7 separate regions of the Mus musculus genome follow, and regions 1, 2, 4, 5, 6 and 7 are each linked to region 3. Evidence: chromatin contacts called from public promoter capture Hi-C data. All regions are on one chromosome and are shown on one strand. Each heading gives the region's core, a stretch centred on a gene start, on an enhancer-like site or on the middle of the called end of the contact. The rest is flanking DNA. Distances are from core to core; before and after follow the strand shown. Region 1 holds the start of Trpm2 (transient receptor potential cation channel, subfamily M, member 2). Region 2 holds the start of Gna15 (guanine nucleotide binding protein, alpha 15). Region 3 holds the start of Prss57 (protease, serine 57). Region 4 holds the start of 4930404N11Rik (RIKEN cDNA 4930404N11 gene). Region 5 holds the start of Tle6 (transducin-like enhancer of split 6). Region 6 holds the start of Dohh (deoxyhypusine hydroxylase/monooxygenase). Region 7 holds the start of Pfkl (phosphofructokinase, liver, B-type).

The links. Promoter capture Hi-C pulls out the DNA fragments that hold promoters and counts their contacts.
Region 1: a contact with region 3 is called in a promoter capture Hi-C map of hippocampal neurons, with 4 times the contacts expected there. The contact joins the promoter of Trpm2 here to the promoter of Prss57 in region 3.
Region 2: a contact with region 3 is called in a promoter capture Hi-C map of neutrophils, with 10 times the contacts expected there. The contact joins the promoter of Gna15 here to the promoter of Prss57 in region 3. A contact is called at or near these places in 3 of 39 promoter capture datasets (hippocampal neurons, liver and neutrophils) and 1 of 9 other capture datasets (liver).
Region 4: a promoter capture Hi-C map of liver shows a contact between it and region 3, with 7 times the contacts expected there. The contact joins the promoter of 4930404N11Rik here to the promoter of Prss57 in region 3. A contact is called at or near these places in 5 of 39 promoter capture datasets (the C10 cell line, cranial neural crest, hippocampal neurons and 1 more), 1 of 484 Hi-C or Micro-C datasets (B cells), 4 of 115 datasets of contacts at active chromatin or transcription factors (astrocytes, embryonic forebrain, embryonic stem cells and 1 more) and 2 of 9 other capture datasets (adipose tissue and liver).
Region 5: a promoter capture Hi-C map of liver shows a contact between it and region 3, with 6 times the contacts expected there. The contact joins the promoter of Tle6 here to the promoter of Prss57 in region 3. A contact is called at or near these places in 5 of 39 promoter capture datasets (hippocampal neurons, liver, neutrophils and 1 more), 1 of 115 datasets of contacts at active chromatin or transcription factors (astrocytes) and 1 of 9 other capture datasets (liver).
Region 6: a contact with region 3 is called in a promoter capture Hi-C map of neutrophils, with 10 times the contacts expected there. The contact joins the promoter of Dohh here to the promoter of Prss57 in region 3. A contact is called at or near these places in 5 of 39 promoter capture datasets (the C10 cell line, cranial neural crest, hippocampal neurons and 2 more), 1 of 484 Hi-C or Micro-C datasets (B cells), 2 of 115 datasets of contacts at active chromatin or transcription factors (astrocytes and embryonic stem cells) and 2 of 9 other capture datasets (adipose tissue and liver).
Region 7: a contact with region 3 is called in a promoter capture Hi-C map of stem cell-derived epiblast-like cells, with 4 times the contacts expected there. The contact joins the promoter of Pfkl here to the promoter of Prss57 in region 3. A contact is called at or near these places in 4 of 39 promoter capture datasets (cranial neural crest, liver, pre-B cells and 1 more) and 2 of 115 datasets of contacts at active chromatin or transcription factors (embryonic stem cells and microglia).

What each region holds. Positions count from the first base shown.
Region 1 is chr10:77,968,084-77,971,595 of GRCm38.p6, forward strand. Trpm2 (transient receptor potential cation channel, subfamily M, member 2) reads right to left here and starts at 1,789. Exons shown (of 34, transcript NM_138301.2): 1 at 1,700-1,789; 2 at 1,074-1,216.
Region 2 is chr10:81,522,931-81,526,441 of GRCm38.p6, forward strand. Gna15 (guanine nucleotide binding protein, alpha 15) reads right to left here and starts at 1,295. Exons shown (of 7, transcript NM_010304.3): 1 at 880-1,295. The coding sequence starts at 1,024.
Region 3 is chr10:79,787,123-79,790,546 of GRCm38.p6, forward strand. Prss57 (protease, serine 57) reads right to left here and starts at 1,863. Exons shown (of 5, transcript NM_001042710.1): 1 at 1,721-1,863; 2 at 236-389. The coding sequence starts at 1,820.
Region 4 is chr10:81,363,699-81,367,281 of GRCm38.p6, forward strand. It overlaps 4930404N11Rik (RIKEN cDNA 4930404N11 gene), which reads right to left and starts at 2,122. Exons shown (of 4, transcript NM_001014836.3): 1 at 2,006-2,122; 2 at 1,044-1,282; 3 at 844-969; 4 at 326-538. The coding sequence starts at 2,088. The coding sequence ends at 366. Mfsd12 (major facilitator superfamily domain containing 12) reads left to right here. Exons shown (of 10, transcript NM_028657.4): 10 at 72-2,527. The coding sequence ends at 94. Fzr1 (fizzy and cell division cycle 20 related 1) reads right to left here. Exons shown (of 14, transcript NM_019757.1): 14 at 3,181-3,583.
Region 5 is chr10:81,599,503-81,602,832 of GRCm38.p6, forward strand. Tle6 (transducin-like enhancer of split 6) reads right to left here and starts at 1,398. Exons shown (of 14, transcript NM_053254.2): 1 at 1,296-1,398; 2 at 533-613. The coding sequence starts at 577.
Region 6 is chr10:81,382,462-81,385,991 of GRCm38.p6, forward strand. It overlaps Dohh (deoxyhypusine hydroxylase/monooxygenase), which reads left to right and starts at 1,973. Exons shown (of 5, transcript NM_133964.3): 1 at 1,973-2,117; 2 at 3,258-3,530. The coding sequence starts at 3,313. Gm48551 (predicted gene, 48551) reads left to right here and starts at 1,973. Exons shown (of 6, transcript NR_168929.1): 1 at 1,973-2,117; 2 at 3,258-3,530.
Region 7 is chr10:78,008,194-78,011,303 of GRCm38.p6, forward strand. It overlaps Pfkl (phosphofructokinase, liver, B-type), which reads right to left and starts at 1,614. Exons shown (of 22, transcript NM_008826.5): 1 at 1,406-1,614. The coding sequence starts at 1,490.

The DNA.
Region 1 (3,512 bases), core at 539-3,038, 1.8 Mb before region 3:
GTTTTTTCCCCAGGCATAACCCCAGGGCTGTGAGACTAAATACTAGACCAGCCCCTTGCAAAGCTGCAAGAGTCCAGGACATTGCTTGTCCCTGTGCAACTTTTCAGAGACTTAGTCTTGTACACTCAGTAGCCTCCCATCTACAGAGAAACAGAGAAGCCCACTTGACAACAGAAGAAAGGAAGCTAATACAGCAGTTGGTGTGGAGAGACCTATATTAAAGGCAGCTCCTGAGATAGCCTGCCCTCCAGATGCTAGGCGTGAGTACACAGTATGCCTGTCTGAAGGCTTGGCCTGTCCTAAGGACTCCGAGGTATTTGAATCCAGATTCACATTCAGACAGCTCCTGTCTCAGCACAATCACTGAGTCTCTGCAGATGTCCTCGAAAGCCAGCTGCAAACCACCCTGAGATGCTCTCCCACCTGAAGCCACCACTGCTCTTAGGCCACACTGTGACCTTGGCTCAGCTTCTTTCTCCCCCCATCCTCTGTCCAAAAAGAGTAAAAGGCCATAGATGGAGTCAGGAAGACTGACAATGCCCTCAGTGGGGTTCCCCAGTCACTGACACCTATGGGTGTGTGTGTGTGTGTGTGTGTGTGTGTGTGTGTGTGTGTGTGTGTGTTCAGAGTACTCCAAAGGGCAAAGAATGAATGGACAGACAGATAGAGAGGACTTGGCAGAGCCTACACCCTGGGTACAACATGACATCTGTAAATGTATTCATCTGGGTCATCAGAACTACCTGTAGAAGACAGCAGGCTGGAACAGAGCAAGGCCCCCATGTGGGATGAGCCTCCAGACCTGAGCTCTATACACACACACTGGTAGAGACAGGAAAGGGCTCAGATGTGAGGAGGAGGAGTGGTACACCCTCCGCTACAGCCTCAAGCAACTGAATCCAGCCCCTGCTGAGAGAGCCCGGTTAGGAATGGATAGAAGATAGCCAAATCCGACTGGGCTCTGGGCACATCTTCCAAGTAGCTAGTTACCCTCAAGACTCCTGGACCAGCGTGTTTCTGGCCACCACACCCACCCCGGCACACAAAAGTACCAGCAAACATACGGGACTTACTTTATTGGGAGGGAGGGCTTATGAGCCCTGGCTGGGGGCTGGGGCATGTGGCACCTTCTTTACCTCACTCACTGAAAAATTCTGCATCTCTCAGGCTTCCCAGTAGCTCTCTGCTTGCTCCCAGGCATCCTGGACATACTGGTCTGGAAAGCAGTTCAGATTTTATAAACAGCTAACCACAGGAAAGGGCACAGAAGCTAATGCCCTCAGTCCTCTGTGAGGGTCCAGAGAAGAGCGGGAGCTGAGAGCTATAGCGCGTGGGCACAGGTCACACTGGCTGACATTGAGTCTGTGCCCCTGTACCAGCTCCAGAGCCTGTACCTAGATGCAGCTCAAACCCTGCACTCCCTCAACACCCCCAACTTACACCTCTACTCCAGGGAACACCCTCCCCCCCACCCCCCCCACCCCAGGCTGAACTCTCTGCACCAGAAAGCAGTCGCATTCTAGCTCATGCCTGCACCCAGGTCGAAGACTTAATCTTTACACTTCTGTCACACTCAAAGGACACTGCAACCCGCTCCCCTCCCCGCATGAGCCCCTGCAATCAGCGTTCCCATCCCCCAACTGAACCCCCATTTCCTCTCCAGATACTGGGTCAGCGCCCCTTGACCAGCGCCGGGTACCTGCTCAGAGGCCGCGCACCCCAGCGTCACACGCGCAGCTGCGCAGGACAGCCGCTCTCACCCGCATCTCATCGCTAGGCGCAGCCTGAATGGCCCGCCCCGCACTCTGCGTCACTCAGCCTGATTGCTTGGCAGCCGCAACTAACTAAGAACGTGGAGCCAAGCATGTGCTGGGCCTCCTGAGATGCTCCACTTGCGGGTCAGCCTCTTCGGGACACCTAGAAAGGCACTTGCGGCCCCGGGAATCAGATCCTCCACAAAGTGTAGGAAAAGATTTGTATATGCCTTGTCTTCAAGCCCTGAACCTCGAAGGAGGCAGCCTGGTATAAAGAGCCAGGGCGCCCCTGTTGGACCTGAGCGGACTTAAGTAGCCGCCTCACTCCTGCCTCAGTACCCTCCTGCTAAAAGTCCCTTACAGCTACCCTCACATTAGCTGTGCTCCTCACAGGAGCACCCAAAGCCAAAGACAATTCCCAAGGGGACCTAAAGACTGGGGCAGCCTCAGGGTCCCTCCAAGTGTGTCACACAACAGAGGAGACAGAAAGAACCAGTAGGATGGATCCTAAATTGAGCCTGCAACAGGGCTGGTTTCAAAGATGCCCACCCTATCCCCAGTTACCCTGAATGTGTTGTGCCTGGTTCCTGAGCGTGATGAGGGCTGTATTGACTCCTGGGAAGACGACTGACACTTCCTTCATCCCTGAATCACACTCTTTCCTCTCCGTTCCCAACACCAGTCTGCAATGCCCAACAGAACCCCTGAGCCATTGGCTTCAGTGCCAAGAACATGAAGAGGATTGGTGTATGTATGACCTCTGATGTAAATTGTGGGGGATCTGCCCAGGAAGTCATGCCTGGCCAGCAGCTTCCTTCCTCATTTCCTCCCCAGGACTAGGTCCTCCGTGCAGACCCTGATTCAGCATGTACTGTTGAAGGTCCTTCTACAGCCGCCCTGTGGCTTCCCCTCCCCAAATGAGGCAACCAGCCTGCTGATGCTCACCACGCCTCACATCTTCCCATCCAGCCACCCCAGTCTGGATGGAGCCATGGTAAAGATGCACTATTTGCGCTGGGCGTGGTGGTGCATACCTCTAATCCCAGCACTCGGGAGGCAGAGGCAGGCGGATTTCTGAGTTCGAGGCCAGCCTGGTCTACAGAGTGAGCTCCAGGACAGCCAGGGCTATACAGAGAAACCCTGTCTCCAAAAACCAAAAACCAAAAAAAAAAAAAAACACTGTTTGCAGGGACAGCACTTGTATGAAATGTTGTTAGGAATAATGCCATAGGTGGAGGTGGAGGTGGAGGTGGAGGTGGAGGTGGAGGTGGAGGTGGAGGTGGAGGTGGAGGTGGAGGTGGAGGTGGAGGTGGAGGTGGAGGTGGAGGGGGCTGTTTCTCCTCCAAAACAGTGAATGGCGAGGCAGGTCACAGGCCAGATAACGTGCATGTGGTCACCGGTGCAGTGACTCTGCTCTATTAAGTTGCATGCTGCACGGGCATCCAGATGGCTTGAGCACCCAGATGACTTCCCTGTCCCCTGCTGTCTGGCAACTAAGGCTCCAGGAGTGGTAGATTAGAGACTGAGCTGCCACTCCCAGGGAACATGCCCAGACCCATCGTTAACATGTAAGGAAGTGGTTACCCCGCCCCCCCCATGCCGTCTGCGCATGCTCCTTCCCTAAGACATCTCATTAACTGAAATCACCACGGGCTGTTAATATTTCATAAGACAGTAATTGCAGCATGGCCAGCTGATAAGCGGACTGGCCTCTGGTTCCAAGTAGCCCAGGCCCCCTGAGGGAACATCATCTAAGGT
Region 2 (3,511 bases), core at 45-2,544, 1.7 Mb after region 3:
CCACCATCATCATCATCATCAGACTGGGTCTCAGTATGTAGCTCAGGTGGTTTTGAACTCATGGCAATTCTGATATCTCAGTTATCCAAGTGCTAGGATTACCAGTGTGAAAAACTATGCCTAGCTTTTAGTTCTAAAACAGGGAGTCTTTTGGCCCAGGCTAGCCTCAAACTCTTGTAGCTCAGTGTGACCCTGATCCCATGATGTTCCTGCCTCTGTCTCCGCAATGCTTGGTGACACAATCGTACCTCCCGTGCCTGGCTCATGTGGCCTTGGGATGGAAACCAAGCTCTCCCTGATGCTCAGGGATCTTCCTGCCTGCTGAGCCCCAGTTCCTGTTCTGCCCCTCCCCACTTTTATCAATTTCCGATACAATGTCTCACATGGTCTAGTCTGGCCTCTAATTCACAACCTTCTGGCCTCAGTGTCCCAAGGAATAAAGGATTTTGAAGGAATGAAGGATTTGATTGAAACAAGTGAAGCATTTTGGTCAGTTCGAGAGTTTAGAATTTTTAGTGAATGAGTGAATGAATGAATCCACTGATGCTCATAAGCCCAGAACAAAGCGCTTGGTGACCATGACCAGCAGCTTGGAGCCCTGGCTCAGGCAGTCGGAGGAAGAGACTTAGGCCCTCCCTGAGCCAGCCTGAAGCTCACCTTCATTCCCTTCCCGTGACACATACAGGTGTGTTTATGTGGTAGCACCCGCCAGGGCCACCTCCCCGCAGCCAGATGCACGACTCAGCCGCGAATGAGAGACTCAGCTTCTTGAAGCTTTGCTCTCCCCATCTAGAAAATGGGTCGGCAAGCGAGTCCCTGCTGCCTCCGGAGTCGTTGGCCCCGCCCGCTCTCGGCCCCTGTGCTGCATTCCACACTCACCCAACAGCAGGAGTTTCAATTCCTCGCGCTCTTGTTTTTTCTGTTCCAACAAAATCCTGTTGATCTCCTGGTCGATTCTGGCGGCAGTCTTCTCCTCCTCTGTCAGGCACCAGGGACAGCAGCCCCAAGTCAGGGACCGGGCCATGGTGGGCGCTTCACAGACCACCAGGTGACATCACAGGGCCTGCAGAGCCCAACTGTGGGACTCTTTCTTCTCCGGATGGAGTGGAGGTGGGGGTGGAGGTCACCCCAGGGCCCTCCGTGTCCCTGCCTAGGGCCTGTGGGAGCCCAGGCAAGGGCTTCAAGAGGCCTGGGTGCTGGAAACAGGGCGGGGACCTGGGTGCTGCTTCCCGCCCCCTCCAACTTGCCCAGACCTGGCCCTGCCCGCCAGACAGGTCGGTGGTGGAAGCTCCAGCAGATGAGGAGGGAGGGGTGGCTGCCTTCTGGGAGCACAGTCCTCGAGGTGTCTAACTTGACCCTCCTTCCTCCTTCCCTAAGAGAGTGGCCTCACCCCTGGGCTTCTGACACTGCTGGCCCCAGCTGCCCCCTCCTCTGGGCCAAATAGGAAGCGACCAGTGGGCACAGCTATTGCTCAGGGCTGATTTCAGAACTGCTGAGGCGGGAGGGAAGTCTGTGCTTCCGTGTCTGTCTGGCCTTCCTCAGCACACACTCACTAGTTTGACAGCTGAGGAGACTAAGGCATGGAGTAAAGGCAGGGACTTCCCCAAGACCCATGGAGGAAGCAGAGGGTCATGTCTGGCCCCTTGAGTCCCAGAGAGATTAGCAAGAAGCAGAAGAATCAGTGAGAGAGGGACTGATGCATTTATGGAATGCCTACTGTATACCAGGAAGGCTTCTATTTTGCTCCACAGAGGACAAAACAGAACTTTTTTTGTAAAGTTGGGTGACGGAGAGCTGTTTCAGCGGGTGAAGAAACTTGTGCTGTAGCCTGACCAGAGTCATCCCTGGGGCTCATATGATGGGACGGAGAACCAATTCTGTGGATTACCCTCTGCCTTCCACCTAAATCCCAAACCAAACAGATGGCGACAAGTTCTAAAAGTGCTGCACAGCCATCGAAGGGCTGGGGGCGTAGCTTTAATAGGGAGTCAGGAGAGTAAAGGTGACAGACACTAAAGGACTCTGGGAGCTGAATCACTGGGCTGAGCCCCTCAGACCCCAGGCTACACAGAGTGAAAGTTCTAGATCCTTCTGGCTCGTGTATCTCTAGCCTGGGGAGATAAGCGTAGCCTGGGAGCCTCTTGTCATGCAACTGATCTGGTTCAGAGAGGGTGTTAGACCCCGGAAACACAACTTCCTAGCCTTCGTCCTCCCCTGCTCCAGGTTGGTGGCAGACGGACATCGACAGGTTGGCAGGCCCACGCCTGCTCCACGCTGACTTCAGTTGACTGTTGATTCCTATTGCAGGAGATGGGAAGTGTGATAGGGGCGGGGTGGGGTCACTGAGGCCAGAGGGAGCTTCCCCGCCCACTGAGACTTGTACTGTGGTTGATAGGGAGCAAGCTGGGGGTTGGGTGGGGTTGATGGCGGGGGGGGGGGGGGGGGTGCATCAGAACTGGCCTGGGCTTGCAGAAGCTGGAGAGGCAGCACCCTGCTTGGTCCTTTTGGGGCCAGACACAAGGCCCTTGGGACAACACAGTGGGGACCAAAGCCTCGCTCTGATGCCTCCTGTGGCCCCCACCATTGCCCTCTGTGGGGGTTCCAGCAAGTGGAGCCTGTGAGTCCTGGGCCAGCCTGTGCCACAAAGTGAGACCCTGTCTGAATGTTTACAGGGGTGTGTACTGGGTGGTAAGTTCCCTGTACTTCCGTGAAAACATTGTATCAACTGCTAATAGGAACCTGTTCTCTGTTTTTTTCTACTAATAGACTTTCTTTCTTTCTTTTTTTTTAAAGATTTATTTATTTATTATATGTAAGTACACCATAGCTGTCTTCAGACACCCCAGAAGAGATTCAGTTATCATTACAGATGGTTGTGAGCCACCATGTGGCTGCTGGGATTTGAACTCAGGGCCTTCGGAAGAGCAGTCGGTGCTCTTAACCACTGAGCCATCTCTCCAGCCCACTTTCTTTCTTTCTTTCTTTCTTTCTTTCTTTCTTTCTTTCTTTCTTTCTTTCTTTCTTCCCTTCCCTTCCCTTCCCTTCCCTTCCCTTCCCTTCCCTTCCCTTCCCTTCCCTTCCCTTCCCTTCCCTTCCCTTCCCTTCCCTTCCCTTCCCCTTCCTTCCTTCCTTTCTTTCTTTTTTTCTTTCTTTCTTTTTGAGACTTCTCTGTGTAGCCATGGCTGTTCTGGAACTCATTCTGTAGACCAGGCTAGCTTTGAACTCACAGAGAACCCCCTGCCTGTCTTTCGAGTAATGAAATTTGAGGCGTATACTACCATCGTCAGCACTGGCTTTTAAGTATATAGTTACATTTGTTTATTTGTTGTGTGTGGCTGCCCATGCCAGGAACTTGTGCATGTCCACGACATGTTCTCTGAGTTAATTATCACCCTTCCAGCACATGGATTCCAAGAGTCAGACTCGGATGGTCAGGCTTGACCTCAAGCTCCAACGCCCACTGAGCCTTCTCATGTCTCTGACATTTCTTTCTAACAAACAAACAAACTGG
Region 3 (3,424 bases), core at 613-3,112:
CCCCTGAGCCAGCCTCTGGGTAGCTGGAGTCCCCGGACTGTGCTGCTCTCCCCACAGTTAATGTGAGTCCAAACAGTAGCACATGTCGCTTGTGTCGAAGATGATCATAGTTATTATGTTTGATTGTTATCACCAGAAGTGCCCGGGCGTGGGGGTAGAGAGTTGGTCCTGTCTGTGTCACATCCTGGCTTCCTGATGGCCTTAAGTTTATCCCTCAGTGGCCCCAGCATGTCACCTGTCACTGAAGCAATGGGCAGCTGACACCACCCAATGGGTATGAATCAGGAAGCCTCCACAGTAGTGATGGCCCTCGAAGCTCACAGAGGCCATATAGGGCCGGGAATGTGGCGTTACCTCATGGCCTCCAACAATGTAGGACCCACAGCAACCTGGAAGAGGTGGGGCAATGTGAGAGACAAGGACAGGACAGGTAAATCAAGGGCAATGGAGCACAGCCCTGGCAGGGAGTAGGGGTGGAGGCTGGGCTGAGAGGAAGGGGCAAACCTAGAGGGAGGCATCCAGGAAGCAAAGGCAGGAGGATCTCTGTGGGTTCAGAGTCAGCCTGGTCTACATGGAGAGTTACAGGCCAGCCAGGGCTACATGATGAGACCTCGCCTAAGAGTGAGTGTGTGTGTGTGTGTGAGAGAGAGAGAGACAGACAGACAGACAGACAGAGACAGAGACAGAGACAGAGACAGAGACAGAGACAGAGACAGAGACAGAGACAGAGATGAGACAGACAGACAAAGCCAGTCCCAGGCACCCTCAGCACCACATAAGCATGGTGTAGCAGTGCAGGCCTGCTGTTTCAGAACTCTGGAAGTGGAGGCAGGAGGATCAGGAATTCAAGGTGATTCCCTTTTCAGCTGCCCAGCTATTTCAAGGTGCCTGGACCACGAGAAACCCACTTTACTTAAGAGAAATAGAGGGGACCAAGTGGTGGGGCACACCTTTAATCCCAGTGCTTGGGAGGCAAAGGCAGGCAGATTTCTGAGTTCGAGACCAGCCTGGTCTACAAAGTGAGTTCCAGTACAGCCAGGGCTACACAGAGAAACCCTGTCTTGAAAGCAAACAGATAGACAGACATGGATGGATGGATGGATGGATGGATGGATAGATAGATAGATAGATAGATAATTAAAGACTGAGGCTAGGAGACCTTTTGGGCCTGTGATAGGTTCAGCAGGCAAAGGCACATGCTACCAAGCTTGACAATCTGAGTTTAATCCCAGGAACCCCTATGGTAGAAGGACAGAATCGACCCCTGCAAGTTTTCCACTGGTTGTGACAAGCACTATCTACATGTACTCTCTCAAAATAAATAAATGTAATTTTTAAAAAATAGGAGGCTTGGAGAAATGGCTCGTTATTTAAAACCCCTGGCTGGTCTTACTGAGGACTTAGATTCTAATGCCAGCATCTACATGATTGTTGGAACCGACTGTAAATTCCAGGGGATCTGATGCCACCTTCTGGTTCCTCCAGGTACTGCAGGCATGCAAACATACAGGCAAAACACTAATACACACAAAAATAAAAACAAAACAAAACAAAAGCTAGGAAGCCCAGTCTCCACGATCTTGTACCTGAGGTGGCTGAAGTCCCTACTGGCTGCCCCACCCCCACCCCATAGCCTCCTGCCTGAGCAAGAGTACACGTGCATCCTGTGTGGGAGCCTGGTCACCTTGGGTAGGGTCTAATGGCCATTTGGAGTTCTCACCAGGGAGCCACATGAGCTGGGTCAGGGCAGCTGCTGTAGTCAGCACCAGACAGTGCCAGCCTCCTCTTGTCCCAGGCACCATAGCTGTAGAGGATGGCATCTTTCTGGTGAGGTCTGCAGGTGCAGGAGGCACCCAACGGTTCAGTCCAGAAAGTTGTTCCGGGTCTGTGGTCTGTGGTCAGAAGGTGGAGCAGGCACTTCTGGAAATCAGGGGAGGCCACGTTACTGTTTCTTGTCTCCAACTGTGCTGCTCATGAAAACCCAGAAGTTTAGAAACAAGATTGGTTTGTGAGCTCAAACTCCCCTTGTACCTTCCTACTAGATTATCTGGCCACTGAACGCATTCAGACCTTCTCAGGGGACAGTCATCCTGGAAGCACCAACTCTGCTTATCTGTCTGTCCCCAGCCAGGTAGCCCAGGAGCAAGCACCTTGACCCTTGACCTCAGTTTCCCCATCATGAACCTGAGGTCAGTGAGGACCATAAAGCTAGTTCTTTGGGGAGGGCTCTGAGTTGGGCTGACTTTATTGCTTTTACTGAGGTCCTACTGTATACCATACTTCCTTGGAAGAACTGGGGACATAGCAGAGAGTGACCCTAAGGTCTGGAGTCCAGAGACCACCCATCAGGATATGTGCTGGGCTTGGGTTTCCTCGTGGTGGGGACCTTTGGGAGAGAAAGTTCAGTTATCTGGCCTCTAATTCAATACGCTCTTGAACTAGCTATCCAGCTGAGAATAGCCCTGAACGCCTGCCTGCCTCTCCCTCCTCTATCCTCCAAGTGCTAAGGCCACAGGTGTTGTCTACCATGGACCCACGTAAGGTGGGAACATAAGCTTCCCCTAGGTTGTGAGATGGAGCCCAGAGCACACACTGGCTGGGCTTGTACTGGTCCATGCTTGTTAGCAGATGCTGCAGCTTTAATTAAGTCTGCTACAGGCTATGCCCTAGTTGGCCTGTAGGACCCACCCCAGGGCTGATGCAAATGGTAGGTACCTAAGAGCAGAGAGGGGCTTGGGTGAACTCAGGGTGCACAGTGGTCCCAGACAGCTCAGGAAGGGGAGAGGGCTCAGGGTCAGCAAGGGCATCCTGCAGGAGAAGGCACTGTTGTCTTAGCAACAACCTCCCAAAAGGGTCACTCCATCCCCCACTGAGGATGCAGGGGGAAGCTCTGCACCATTGGCCTTTGAGGGAGCCAGGGCTCAGGAAGGTAGTAGTGACCAGACACAGAGCAGGAGGGGAAGGAGGGAGAGACCCCAGAGAGCCAGGGCCAGAGGAACATAAGAGAGTAACAGAAACAGGTGAAGGTGGAATGAGACAGAGAGGGAGGGGAAGACAAAGACAGAGATAAGGACAGAAAGAAAGCCAAGCCTGAAGAGGATGCATACCTTTAACTCCAGCTCTCTGGAGACACTGGCAGATGGGTCTCTGAGATTAAAGCCAGCCTGTTTTACAGAGTGAGTCCTTGCCAAACAAAAAGCAAGCAAGCAAGCAAACAAACAAACAGAAAGCAGGTCTGGGGAGAAGGCTTAGCAGTTTAGAGCACTGGCTACTCTTCCAAAGGACCTGGGTTTGGTTGATAGCACTCACATAGTGGCAGTGGATCTGTCCCCACTTCTGGCTCCTGTGGGTACTGCATGCATGTGGTATATACACACAGAAAAACACTCAGAAAATAACAAATAAAATAAATGAGAGGGAGACA
Region 4 (3,583 bases), core at 872-3,371, 1.6 Mb after region 3:
TAGGACTTGGGTGGGGGCGGGGTGCAACCTGGGACCCGCCCTTCCCAACGCCACTCCACTCCTTATTACAGGGGACCCGCGAGACCGGCCTTGACCTCTGGCTCCCCAGGGCGACGTTATGAAGGACCAGGCAGACACCCTGCCCCCTCCCCAACCTGCTCAGGATCAGAGGGCACGGCCTGCGGGTGGGTGTACCCGGCCAAGCTTGCTGAGTGAGCCCTAGGGGCCCGTTGTGCCTCGCCCCACTTTTGACAGGGATGCACCAGCCTACCGGGAGGCTGTAGGGGACACATGCCCGGGCTGCACGTGGGAGAGATCACCTGGCTTACGGGGACACGGACACACGGGTCGGTAGCACGGCTTTATCAGAGCGCGGGTGTGAAAGCCGGAGGAGGCTGGCCGATGGCCGGGCAGGGCCGCTGCAGGCCCCGCTGTCTGAAGTCCTGCGCGGTGAAGCGCGGCCGCTGTGGCAGCGACAGGAGCGGCACATAGTCGGACCGCCAGGGCAGCTTTGCCCCGAACTGGTTCCTGGTGACCACTGCGGACAGGACCGGACGAGCTCTGCAGCTGCGGGGCCGGGGGTGGGGGGGGGGCTCCCAAATCCTTATGCTGACCGAGCCCACCAGGCCACGCCCATCCTGCGCTCCCGCACCTCTGCCCATTGCTGGCCTAGCCCTCCTTATTTTTTCGTTTTTTTTTTTTTTTAATATTGTTTTCTTTTGACACTAGCTAGCCCAGGCTGCCTCCGGGACCAAAAATCCCCCTATCTCTGCCTCCGAGAGTGGAGTGACCCACGTGCAGTACTACCCCCGGCCCCCTCCTGTCCGCATCCCCTCAGCTCACCGAACTCCTTGCCACGGATTTGCCTGTCCCTCCACTGCATGCACCCCCAGCGCGGGCCTGAGTTGAGATACTGCGCGGTTATCGCGGGGTCCCAGAAGGCCATCTCCCGCAAGTGCTGTGTGTAGGCTGCGGGGAGGCACGGAAGGGAGGGTGTCAGTTTGAGACCCACGGGTGTGCACGACCGGAGGTGGGATACTCACCGGGCGGCAGGCCACGCTGGCGACTCTGAAAGCAGCCGTGCCAACGCGTGTGGGCCTCGCGGTACGGAGTGTCAAGAGCACGGGGCAGCTTGTACCAGGCATCACCAGGTTCTGAGTTGGTCAGGCCGGTGAACCACACCTGGCCGGCCGCATCCCGTCCCATGGGCGTGAATTTCCAGCGCACGGCTTGTTTGATGGCCGGCGCCCAACGGGGCCCCTCCAGGGACACGTAGTCATTGCTGAGGGAGGGTGGGGACTGAGCCAGGGCGTCCTGCTGGTCCCAGCCAGCTTTCCTGTCCCAACTCTTTGCCAAGGTGCTGGGTGAGAGTCATCCCCTTCTACCCATCTCCTCTGTGCACTTTCCCACCTGCAGTCTATATCTTGTAGCCGAGAATGGCCCTGTTTGAGGCAGTTGTCAGTGTTGACCTGGCAGCAATCCTGCCTCAGCCTTGAGCCACTTATGGCTGTTGGGGGAAGGAGGGACCAAGGGTGTGCCTAGCCTGTAACTCCCCACAGATGGTGCATGCATGGGAGGCCATGCAGGCTGCAGGAGTGGGGCTTGCAAGGGACCCACGTGAGGTGGCCTGTCATCAGCACCATGGAAGGCCCAAGTGTGAGCAGACCTATGAAATGGGACTTTTCTGCTAGGTGTGGGTGGCGACACTAAGTGTGCCAAGGCAGGAGGATCTCTGTGGGCTTATGAACAGCTCGGGATACACACAAGAATCTAAAAAGGGAGGGCATTCAGGCACATGGCTGCCACTGCAGCACCTGTAGACAGGAGAATCAATAGACCCCTCTGCTTGGGAGTATGAGTGGCAGCACCTGTCTGCTTGGGAGTGGGTGTGTGCAAATGCCTAACTTACAACCCTTGCATACCTCCATCCCAGCCACCTGAGCTGCTGGTAGGGGTAGGGGATCTGGGGTCTGGGTGAAGAAAGGGACCAAGGGCAGGAACCCACCGGTAGAGATGGTCGGGGAAGTAGAGTTCAAGGGTGCCTGAGGGAACAGAGGGCCGAGTAGCCTCCCGCCTCACGTTTTCCATGTCTGGCCCTGCCTGCCCAGAGGCTCTAGTCACCAAGGCCCTGGGGCCATTGTTGACAGGGACAAAGGTATCCCAGCAACAGGGAAGCGGGCAGCCACAGTCTAAGACCTCAGCTTACTTCCTGGTGCGGGGCTGGGACCCAAAGTGTTCCCTCCCCCCTCCCTGCCCCACAGCGGGAGGTCATGCCCTCTAGAGCGTGGGTCTCCACCCCATCTCTGTCCTCAAGACACATCCAAGTAAGGGCACAGTGACAAAGGCCACAAAGTATGGGCCATGATCTAGAGATCCACAGAAGGAAGTGGATACCTAAGTCTTGGGTTGGGGAGAATGCTCTGGGATCACTGGTGGCATCGCTGAACATGCAGAGCCCAGGGCCTGCTCATTCTGCTAGTGCATCCTGTGTATCTCATGACAATAAACAGCAACAACCAATCTCATAGCTCAGTCAACCCTTTACAGTCTGTATAGGCGGCGCTCCACTTGGGTTCCTGTTTTCTCACCAGACATCACCTCCCCCTCTCTGGTCACCAACATGCTAAGCTTGCTCCAGTCAGGGTCCTGGCCAACTTACCCAGGACACTGCTGTGGGGTGGGAGCCCAAGCCACAGGCCCTCCCTGCTTGCAGTTCTGGCTCTGTAGGCTTTGGTCCTTACTCTCTGACTCACCTGCACCCTGACCTGTATACCAGCCCTTCCCATTCATGGCCTTCACAGTCACAGCTGGCTGCTCTGTCCAGGGCAGGTGCCTTCTGAACCACACACACCAAGAAGGTCAGCCAGGAATCAGAAGGCAGGCTGCACCTACCCCTGCATATGGAACACGCCCAGCAGGATTTCCACCAACAGGAGGTCACAAGGGCCTGTGACACTAGTGCACATCTAAAGGCATTTTGCTTTTGGGTACAGATGTCAACAGCAGCAGGTGGCCCTGAACCTTAAACTCCTGTTAAGTGCAGAACCCACTTAGCTCACAAGGCTATGACTCCCACAGGCCTGCAGGCAGCCAACCCCATAGTGACTGTGTCCCAGGGGCTTCTCCAGCCATCAGCAGTTTTGGGGCAAGGCAACAAAACACAGGAGACCGACCCCAAGGTGTCACAAATACATATATACACACGTGCACACACCATAGGCCACAGCCACCACACTGGGAATCCCCAGGCAAGGGGCAGTGGAGATGGGGTATGAAGACAGGGAGGCCCAGGAAGCTTAGAGGCAGCCAGGAAGAGGCAGACAAGGCAGCTGGCTAGGGACAGGGTGAGCTGACACCCACGGGGAGGGGTTACAGAAGGCGCACACACAGACAAAGGGTGGCAATGCAATCAGAGTCAACGCAGTTAAGAGTGTCACAGGGTGAGAGGCCCAGGTCCCTGCCAGTGCCTCCCAGGGTCTTCTGGTTTGGAGTGGCAGCAGAGAGGGGCACAACGGCTCAGGTCCCCAGGTGACACTGGGTTTGGGGATTTCATGGGATCTCAGCCTCCTGCTCAGCTGTGTCC
Region 5 (3,330 bases), core at 148-2,647, 1.8 Mb after region 3:
TAGAGAAACAAGGAAGGAAAAGAAGGGGAAAGGAGGAGGGAGGAGATATAACTCCTCCCCCAAAGGGTCTATGTAGCCGATTGTTCTGGAATTACCTAGAGCTGGCTGTCCTTGAACTAAAAGATCCACCTGCCTCAGCCTCCCAAGTGTGGATTAAAGCTGGGCAACGATCTTTAATCCCAATATAGTGTTAACACATGGAACTAAAGAGCCACTTGCTAGGAGAGGCTCAGCCCTGACCACACCAGGTGAACACCTAGTGTTAATAATCACCACTTGATTGACATTGGGAAAATGTGGGCCCGGTCTGGTCTATGGGGGTTTTCACCTGCGCTGTCAGGGGTCACAGGTGCAGGCACTGAGGGGCTCAGGCTGGGGTGCAGGCCTTTCATCTTAGCTAGGTAGGCAGGATTGCATGAGCTCCCGGTGCGGGGTGGGGGTGGGGGGGGCAGAGAGAACTAGTCTCCAAAACCCCAAACACAGTAGGAAGAGAGGAAGCTAACTGTGCCCCTCACCACCATTTCTCTCTCACCAAAATTCCACCAAAGGTGTCACTGCTCTGTCTGTGGGAAGTCATCTAGAAGATTCTTGAGGTCACAAATCTGATTAAGTCCTATAAGAACAGGTATAGGTTTTTAGAAGGCAGAAAAGCCGACTCCCACCCCCATCCCCGTAGCCTCTTCATCATCTGGACCCAGCTGGGGAGGAAGCCCCTTCCCCATCCCCATGTCTTCTGCGCTCCCTTTCCCCAAGACCCGGCTTTACTACTACTACTAAGGTTTCAGACACACACCCCCAGCTAAGGGCCTCATTAGTATCTCTTCAGATACCAAGAATAGAGAACCAGGCACCTCCAACTCCCTAGCGGGATCAGCCAGAAATGTGGCTAGTCGTGGACCGTTTGCCAGGCAGGCCGGGCACACGCCTTTAATCCCAGCATTTAGGAGGCAGAAGCAGGCAGATTTCTGAGTTCGAGGCCAGCCTGGTCTACAAAGTGAGTTCCAGGACAGCCAGGAACCAATAAGCCAAAAAACCAAAACAAACCAAAACAAAAAAAGTTTTCCAGGCGTACTAGTTAAGCCTGCATGTGGTGCAAATATATACGCTCAGGCACACACTTAAAACATTTTTCAAAAAAGAATAAAGGAGACAAGAGAAACGACACTTGGTTCACTCCCAAATCACTCAACCTAGGTAAACTCCCCGCTGAAGTCGGTTTTGTGAGGGTCCACACCCCTCCCTCGGGCTCCCTCTTCTCCCGACCCGCCCGCAGGAAGCGGGCTGCCCTCACGCACCACCTCTGAGGTTAGGGAGGCCCCAGGGATCCCAGAGGAAGCCTCTGAGGTCAGCCAGGGTCAGGCCAGGAGGAAGCCCCTCCTGCTGGGCCCCGGGCCATTTGACCCCTCTCACCCCGCCCCTCCAGCCTAGGCCACGCCCTACTAGGCCACACCCACACACCACGCCCCCTGCACCCACCGAGGGAAGCGTGTATCAGGGCCCAGGCCACGGTGCACGTGGGCCCCGGACTCAGCGAACCGCCCCTGCAGGCCCTGACCAATCAGAAGGCGGCGAGCCCACGTGGGCTGCGAGCCAGAATGCTCATTGCTCAGTTTGTGGCCGTGCTGTCAATCACGGAGTTCCTGCTTCGGCTTAACCCTCGCGTTCCAGGTGTGGCGATTCGGGAGCTGGGAGAATTTCAGAGTGTTTGGTGAAAAGTCTGATTATTTGGGGCATTCGAGACGGATCAGCAGGTGAAGGTGATTGCGGCCTAGACGTTTGATCCGAACTCGATCCCTGGGATCCACAGGGTGGACCACGAACTCACAACTCACTCTTGCACGTACACACACACACACACCCCACACACACTTTTCTTTTAAATCTTACTGAAACAGGAGAATCAGGATTCATCCTGGCTGGCCCGCATGTGCCCTGGGCCCTACCCCCAGCACCACTTGAAGACACCTTCATTATCCCAGCACTGGGGAGGTAAAAGTAGGAGGGTTAGGAGTTCGAGGTCGTCCTGAGTTAGATAGCAAATTCCAGGTTAGCTTGGAGTACAGGAGACTGTCTCAAATGAGAGAGAAAGGAAAGACATCGGGCACAAAGCCACACAAGCCCAGACCCCCATATTCAAGGACAGGAAGTGAAGCAGAACCCTGAGCTCCCTGCAAGGCTCAGCCCCCATCCCTGGCCCTGGATGGAGGATCCTGGAGTAAGCTGAGGATGGCCTGGGTTAGAGTGGACTCTCTGGACCTCCCTAGCCTCACTCCTACGTCCACTCCAGCCACAGATGGGGGATGTGAAATTAAACCACAGTCACCACTTTGGACTCGGAGGCAGGGGCAGTGACGGTGAGTTTGGGGCCAGCCTGGTTTCCATAGTACAAGCAGGTGTAAAACAGAAAGGGCTGTGAGAGGGCTTAGTGGGTAAAGCCCATTGCTGCTCAGCTTGAGTTTGATCCCTGCGACCCACACAGTAGAAGGTGAGAATGTGTTCTAATTCCCAAGAAGTGTCCTCTTGCACCCACATACCACACATGAACAAGTGATTGCAACTCAATTAGGCCTCTGTCACAGCAACTTTTCCTTCATTGAAAAGTATTTAAGGGACTGGAGAGATGGCTCAGCAGTTAAGAGCACTGGCTGATCTTCTAGAGGATCCAGGCTCAATTCCCAGCAACCACACGGTGGCTCACAACCATCTATAATGCGATCTGAAGCCCTCTTCTGACTTATAGAGCACTCACATATATTAAATAAATAAATCTCTTTTTTTTGTTTTTTGTTTTTTCGAGACAGGGTTTCTCTGTATAGCCCTGGCTGTCCTGGAACTCACTTTGTAGACCAGGCTGGCCTCGTTCTCAGAAATCCACCTGCCTCTGCCTCCCGAGTGCTGGGATTAAAAGCATGCACCACCACGCCCAGCCTTAAATAAATAAATCTTTAAAAAATATATATTTTAAGGCCAGGCAGTGGTGGTGCATGCCTTTTATCCCAGTTCATGGCAGAGGCAGATGAATCTCTGAGTTTGAGGCCAGCCTAGTCTACTGAGCAGGTTCCAGGACAGCCAGGGCTACACAGAGAAACACGGTCTGGGAACAAACAAACAAACAAATTAAGTGTACAAATGTTTGCTTGCATGCACTCAAACCATGTGTGTGCCAGGTACCCTCAGAAGCCGGAAAAGGGTGTTGGATTTCCTATAACTGGGGCAGACATATGGTGCTGGGTCCCCTGCAGGAACAGCTAGTGCTGGTAACTGCTGAGCCGCCTCTCCAGCCCCATATACATATATACTTTTTCTTTTTATCCCGGCCCTGCTTTTGAC
Region 6 (3,530 bases), core at 723-3,222, 1.6 Mb after region 3:
CGGCCTCCACACACGCTACCTCACCTGGGGAAGGCACTTTCAGAGCCCACAGGATGTACATGAACAGTTGTGGTCTGTGGTCCCAGAACTCAGGAGGCAGTGTCCCATGTTGGAGGCCAGCCCTGGGCTGCAGAGCAAGATGCTGGTCACAAAAACAAACATCTAGAGAGGAAATCCAACCAAGAAATCAAAAAGTGACTCTGGGCCCAACCGTGTCAGCTCCATTGTGGGTTTCCTCCCATGTTGCTTGCCCATGGAGGACTGCTTAGCAAAGAGCCGCATCACAGAGCAGACGTGATTTTTCTCTTGTATTTTAAGGCAGGTGTTCACTATGTAGCGCTGGATGGAACTTGCTGTGTAGATCTGGCCTCAAACTCACAGAGCTCCACCTGCCTCTGCCTTCTGAGTGCTGGGATTTAAAGATGTAAGCTCAGTTATAAAATGTTTTAAACATTCATTCCCAGTCTAATATTCATTTTACTTTGAATTTTTGGCATGTAAATTGTGTATTTTTAGCGTATGTACTGACATTTGCATTTTCCACATTTATATCCATGCATCATACAAGCCCATATAATAACAGGCTTCCTGGTAGCATTCTGAAAAATAGTGTATTTTTGTCTTAATTTTATTTTTACTTTAAAAATTGTTATTACCATAAATTAAATTTACATAATTATGTAATAACGGACTTCATGGAGGCTGGAGACATGCTTGGTGGTTGAGTGTACTGACTGCTCTTCCGGAGGACCCAGGTTCAGTTCTCAGCACCCACATGGTGACTCACAACTCTGACTCCAGTTCCAGAGGATCTGTCGCCCTAACATAGACACACATCCAGGCAAAACACCAATGTACATAAATCATTAAAAAAGTAATGAGGAAGCCAGGCGTGGTGGCACAGGCCTTTAATCCCAGCACTCGAGAGGCAGAGGCAGGCGGATTTCTGAGTTTGAGGCCAGCCTGGTCTACAAAGTGAGTTGCAGGACAGCCAGGGCTATACAGAGAAACCCTGTCTCAAAAAAAAAAAAAAAAAAAAAAGTAATGAGGAGGCTGGAGAGATCAGTGGTTAAGAGTACCGACTGCTCTTCCAGAGGTTCTGAGTTCAATTCCCAGCAACCACATGGTGACTCACAACCGGTGTACTTATATATTATAAGTACATCTTTAAAAATAAATAAATAAATCTTTAAACCAAAAAAGTAATGAACTTCATGACATTTACACACACACACATATATACATTTGTTTTGTTTTTTCGAGACAGGGTTTCTCTGTATAGTCCTGGCTGTCCTGGAGCTCACTTTGTAGACCAGGCTGGCCTTGAACTCAAAAATCCGCCTGCCTCTGCCTCCCGAGTGCTGGGATTAAAGGTGTGCGCCACCACGCCCGGCTTTTTTTTTTTTTTTCTCCCCGAGACAGGGTTTCTCTGTGTAGCCCTGGCTGTCCTGGAACTCACTCTGTAGACCAGGCTGGCCTCGAACTCAGAAATCCACCTGCCTCTGCCTCCTGAGTGCTGGGATTAAAGGCGTGCGCCACCAACGCCCGGCATATTTAAAAATTTAAACTTCGACTTTATGGTCATGTCACTGCCGTATATCCTGTTGATCCCCAGAATCGAACTCATTCTCAAATTGACTGCAAGTGCCCTCACTGCTGAGATTGCTCGTAACGCCTATTTTATCTCCCATTTCTTTTCCTCTGTTTTGGTCCCAGAGACCATTGGCCGCGCCCTGTAGAACATAGCCACGCCCACTATACACTGCGCATGCGCTATGCACGGCCGGCCCGGTTGTGCTGTGAATGGGATCAAACCATTTTCTTTTCTCTATGGGAGAGACGGTCGGAAACTCTTCTTCCGGAGGAAGACCGGAAGTTGCTTCTCCGGCTCTTAGGACAGTCCTGGGGCGTCGCTGCCGCATCGTTCCGGGTGTGGTCACCCCTAGTCGCGACGATGGTTCCGCCCAGCATGGTCACGTGGCCATCAAGATGGCGGCGTCCAGAGGACGTCGCGCGAGATGCGTCCGCGGACCTGTTCTTGGAGCTGTCGCAGCGACTCTCTCCATCTGTCCCGAGTATACGGAGCTTATTGACGAGTCCCTGTAGACGAAAACACGGTGAGCAGTGCCAGAAGTGCCCCCCCTTCGGGGGACTTCCGCTTTGAGGTACTCGCTGCTCCCGGGAGCGCTGGGATTTCCCTTGAGGGGGTCCTACGGGGAATTGGACCCTTTTCCTTCAGTATTTGACGTCACACAGGATATCATGTAGCCCAGGCTAGCCTCCAACCCACTGTGTGGCTACGAATGGCCTCCTCCTACCCCGTGCTTAGCTGACAGGTTGGCCGCCTATGCGGGGCTCACGTGCAGGCCGGCCCGCGCTTGACCTCTCAGCTTAAGTATTTGGAAACAGGATCTCCTGGGACCGGTTATCTTCCTGCTTCAGCCTCTGCCCAGCCTGGAGCCTTTTTGAATTAAGCGGGAGGCCCCATACCTCGAATGGGCACTCTTGGACCCACGAGATCCTTGGTCTCCCCTGTTGTTGCTCGGGGTAAATCGGGATGTGGGTCTCACTGCCACACAGCTGCTGCCAGCTCCCGTAGACCTGCTTCATGTGTGTTGATGAATTCCATTTTCAAGGTGTGACTGTAGGCTGATGGGCATCACTGGTGAGGCAGCCATACCTGCCTCATTAAACTCGGGGACGCTGGGTGACATCAGAGCCCAGAAGGCCTTCCAGCTTGCCACAGCCTGCTAGTCCAGTTTGTTATGTATGCATCTGCTGTATGTCTAATGGCTGACAGGGGCCGGTCCTCTTATACTGGACGATGTCTGTTTCCGTGTTAATTCATCCGTGAAAGAAAACACCTGTGTGGGAGTGTTGTCCTGCATCTATGGGGCCATGCAGAGGGTACAAGTTGTGCAAAGGCAGGAGCAGGGAGAAGTCCGGAGGGAGGAGGGGACGGATAAAGTGTATCCCACAGGGCTACATGAGAACCTCCAGTAAGGTGGTGTGGGAGGCAGGGGTGAGATCCATTTTGCAACTGACAGTTTCTAGATCCCTCATCTAAGCTATCCTGAAAAAGTCTGGCCAGGTGGTGGTGGCGCATGCCTTTAATCCCAGCACTTGGATGGATGTGGAGAAAGTTCTGTGGCCTGGAGCTCAGGGGTCCTCCTGCCTCAGCATCCCGGGGCTGGAATGGCAGATATGCAGGTGTGTGCCCTAGCTTGAGATTTCCCCTTCTCCTTTTTCTACCGTAGGTTTCTACTGCCTAGAATCCGGCCTTGCAGATCACGTGCTGGGGAGGCCGTTGCCATGGTAACGGAGCAAGAGATAGAGGCCATAGGGAAGACCTTGGTGGACCCCAAGCAGCCCCTGCAGGCCCGCTTCCGGGCCCTGTTTACACTTCGGGGGCTTGGTGGCCCTGATGCTATCTCGTGGATCAGCCGGGGCTTTGAGGACAGCTCTGCTCTTCTGAAGCACGAGCTGGCCTACTGCCTGGGCCAGATGAGGGACGCACGGGCCATCCCTGT
Region 7 (3,110 bases), core at 364-2,863, 1.8 Mb before region 3:
GCCTCCAAAACAAATGTCTGTCACCCTGGTGGCCCTGGCCTGGCAGCTGCCTCTCACAGAAGGCAGCAGAAGTCCTCGCGCAGAGACCACTCAATATTACCATCCCTCAGACACTGGGGCCTCCCTTGCTCAGACAGGAGCCTGAGGTGGATAGCCTATCTATGCCTGCCAGAGGCAGGAGCCCTACAAATGGGACTCAGGACTCTGCTGGCCTCACTGAAATGCCTATCTAATGGGTGATGTGGGCCTAGTCAGGGCCTCTCTTGTGGTCCACTACCATGGGTGATTCTTCCACAGGTCCCCGGCCCAGTCTCAGTGACAGCACTGGGATGTACAAGCTGAAACAGCCCTGAAAAAGGGTATGCTGACTGCCAGCCTAGACCAGGCCCAGGGGACCCAACAGAGATTTGAGATTTCCAGCATTATGGGAGTCAGAGTGACATTTTTTCCTGCCTTCCTGGACTTGCAATCATGCTTGTAAGATGTATCTATCCTGTGTTGTTCCTACCGATCTCTTAGGTAAGGGCTGGGCAGTCAGGAACCCCGCTTAGGAGCATGTGTGTCTGTATTTCCTGAAATGTTTGGAAGGAAATGGCGAAGCTCAACTGCAGTGCTCAGGGAAGCCAAGCCCCTTGAAGCTCCACGTGTCTTCCTCAGCCCCCAACTGGGTAGTATTTCTTTTCAGCCGGACCCAACTAGAGCCACAGACTTCGCACATCAGCAGTCAGCCTGGAACCAGGCCACCAAGAGAGGGGCTGAGAAGAGGGCAGATCCTCCCAAGCCCAGACTTTTCCCTAGCCTTACCAGGCCGAGAAGAGGCTGTGCACCCTCAACTATTAGCCCTGTGGTGCTTGCCCTGTTACACCGGTAAAAAAATACCCCCGCTCCACGCCCTCTGTTCTCCACTTAAGTCTCCATCCAAGGGACAGGAAGCAGCCCAGGCAAAGGCGTGTGGGCAAGCCTGCCTCAGTCTCACCCCATCCCAGTACAGAGAAGGTAGGAATCACAGGCTGCACGGGGGAGGGTACAGGGTCCCTGATCCTTTCAAATTCCGGCCTGTGAAACTTGGCCGGCTGTGCTTCTCTTAGAGGTCCTGACACGTGTGGCCTAGAAAGGAATAGCCCGGTGCCCTAAGTCTGCGTGCTGCGCGGACACACCCCCAAACCGGGCGGACCTAGGCAGCGCGAGGGCGGGGCGTGCCAAGGCCCGTGGCCTGCAGCACGTACGCCAGCTACCCGGGGCGGAGCTTGGGGACAGGGACCTGAAGCCACGGTGCTCCACAGGAGATTGGCTGGCCAAGTACACCCCAGATCCCTAGGCGAGGGGCAGTGGACAAGCCCGAAGGGTTCCGAGGACAGGCAGAAACCCCAGATCCATCCCTAAACACGCCCCCGCGTCCCATCACCTTGCGCATCACCGCCGCTGGTCAGCACTCCAATGGCCTTGCCAGCCCCCGACATCCGCAGTTTCTCCAGGTCCACGGTAGCCATGGCGGCAGCGGAGACCAGGAGCCCAAGCTCCTCTCCCGCCGCTCTGCGTTCCGCGCCGCTGTCGCCTGTCCCCGCCCCGTGCGCCTGCCTGTGTACCCGGTTTGTCCCGCCCCGCCCCGGCTCCGCCCCCAGTATAACGTTTGACTGACAGGCTCGGGGACCTGGTCGCCCCTCTAGTGGCTGCTGGAGAAGGTAGCTGCGCTAAGAAAGGCGGAGCGCACGCCAGTCTACAAATGTCTGCGCAGCGGTTCCGGAACCCTGGTTCCCCAGGCCCGCCACCGAACTCCCCAGGTACCCAGCAGCTAGGATCAACGTCCTCACCAAATGAAGTTCACAACCTGAGCCTGACTGAAGTTTCTGGGCAAGTGGAGTTCATGCTACAGCAAGCTGATTTTACATCTGTCCAGGCGCTGTTAAAGGAAACCTGTAGCCAAGTCTCACGGGCATTTTAAATCCCACTTGGCCAGCATCCGGGGATGCAGGTGTGGCTTGGGTGAGAATTCCTAAGCCGCTCCTTGAGTTGATTTAGGCTTGCAACAGTCTCCTTCGAGCCGAAGTTAAAAAAAAAAAGGAAAAGGAAAAAAGCCAAACAAACAAAAAAAGGAGAAAGAAAGAAAGAAAGAAAGAAAGAAAGAAAGAAAGAAAGAAAGAAAGAAAGAAGGAAAGAGAGAGAGAAAGAAAGAAAGAAAGAAAGAAAGAGAGAAAGAAAAAGAGAAAGAAAGAAAGGGAGAAAGGGAGAAAGAGAGCAAAAGAAAACATAGGAAAGCTGCAGTTGTATCTGAGACGATAGCCACGATTCGTCCCATCGCGACTGCTGAATGTAGTTGGGGATTTGGAAAGAGAAACACTTAGCGTAGCATTTTTACTTCAGGGTGATTTGCTAAACCTGCCGCTTCTCTCAACTCTCACAGCTCCTGGTTCAGGCGAGTGGCCTTTGCCTGAGCACAAAGTGGGGAACCAGCCCCTCAGGATTGGTTAGAGGGATTCGAAGCTGGTGGAGCAATGGTCAGATCCAGGACTCTCAAGGAAAGCTACCCACAGTCCAGAGCGCTGGATCTGGGCTGCCATGGTAGGGCTGTCCTGCAGAGATGAGGGTACCCCATCTGACCCTGACAGTTTGTTGATTTTTGCCTGGTTTTGCTAAATTCTTTAAGAGCTATTTTTATTGTCTGGCAGTGGTGACACACGCTTTTAATCCCAGCATTCAGGAAGCAGAGACAGGCAGATCTTTGAAGGTCAGTTTGGTCGATAGAGCAAATTTCAGGACAGCCAAGGCTATACAAAGAAACCAAGAACAGGGATAAAAGGAATAAAGGAAAGAAGGAAGGGGCGGTCCGTTTAACTCAAATTCTAAGAACATAACAGGGCTTTTGTTGGTGGGGAGTGGGGAGGTGTTTTGGCTGGAGATATGGCTCAGAGGTTAAGAGCACTGGCTGCTTTTCCAGAAGTCCTGAGTTCTAGTCCTGACAACCACATGGTAGCTCACAATCATCTGTAATGGGATCTGGTGCCCTCTTCGGGTCTGTAGGCATACATACAGGCAGGCCATACACACAGTATACATAATAAATAAACCTAAAGAAAAAAAAGAAAAAATGTTTTACTGGATTGTAGGGGGGT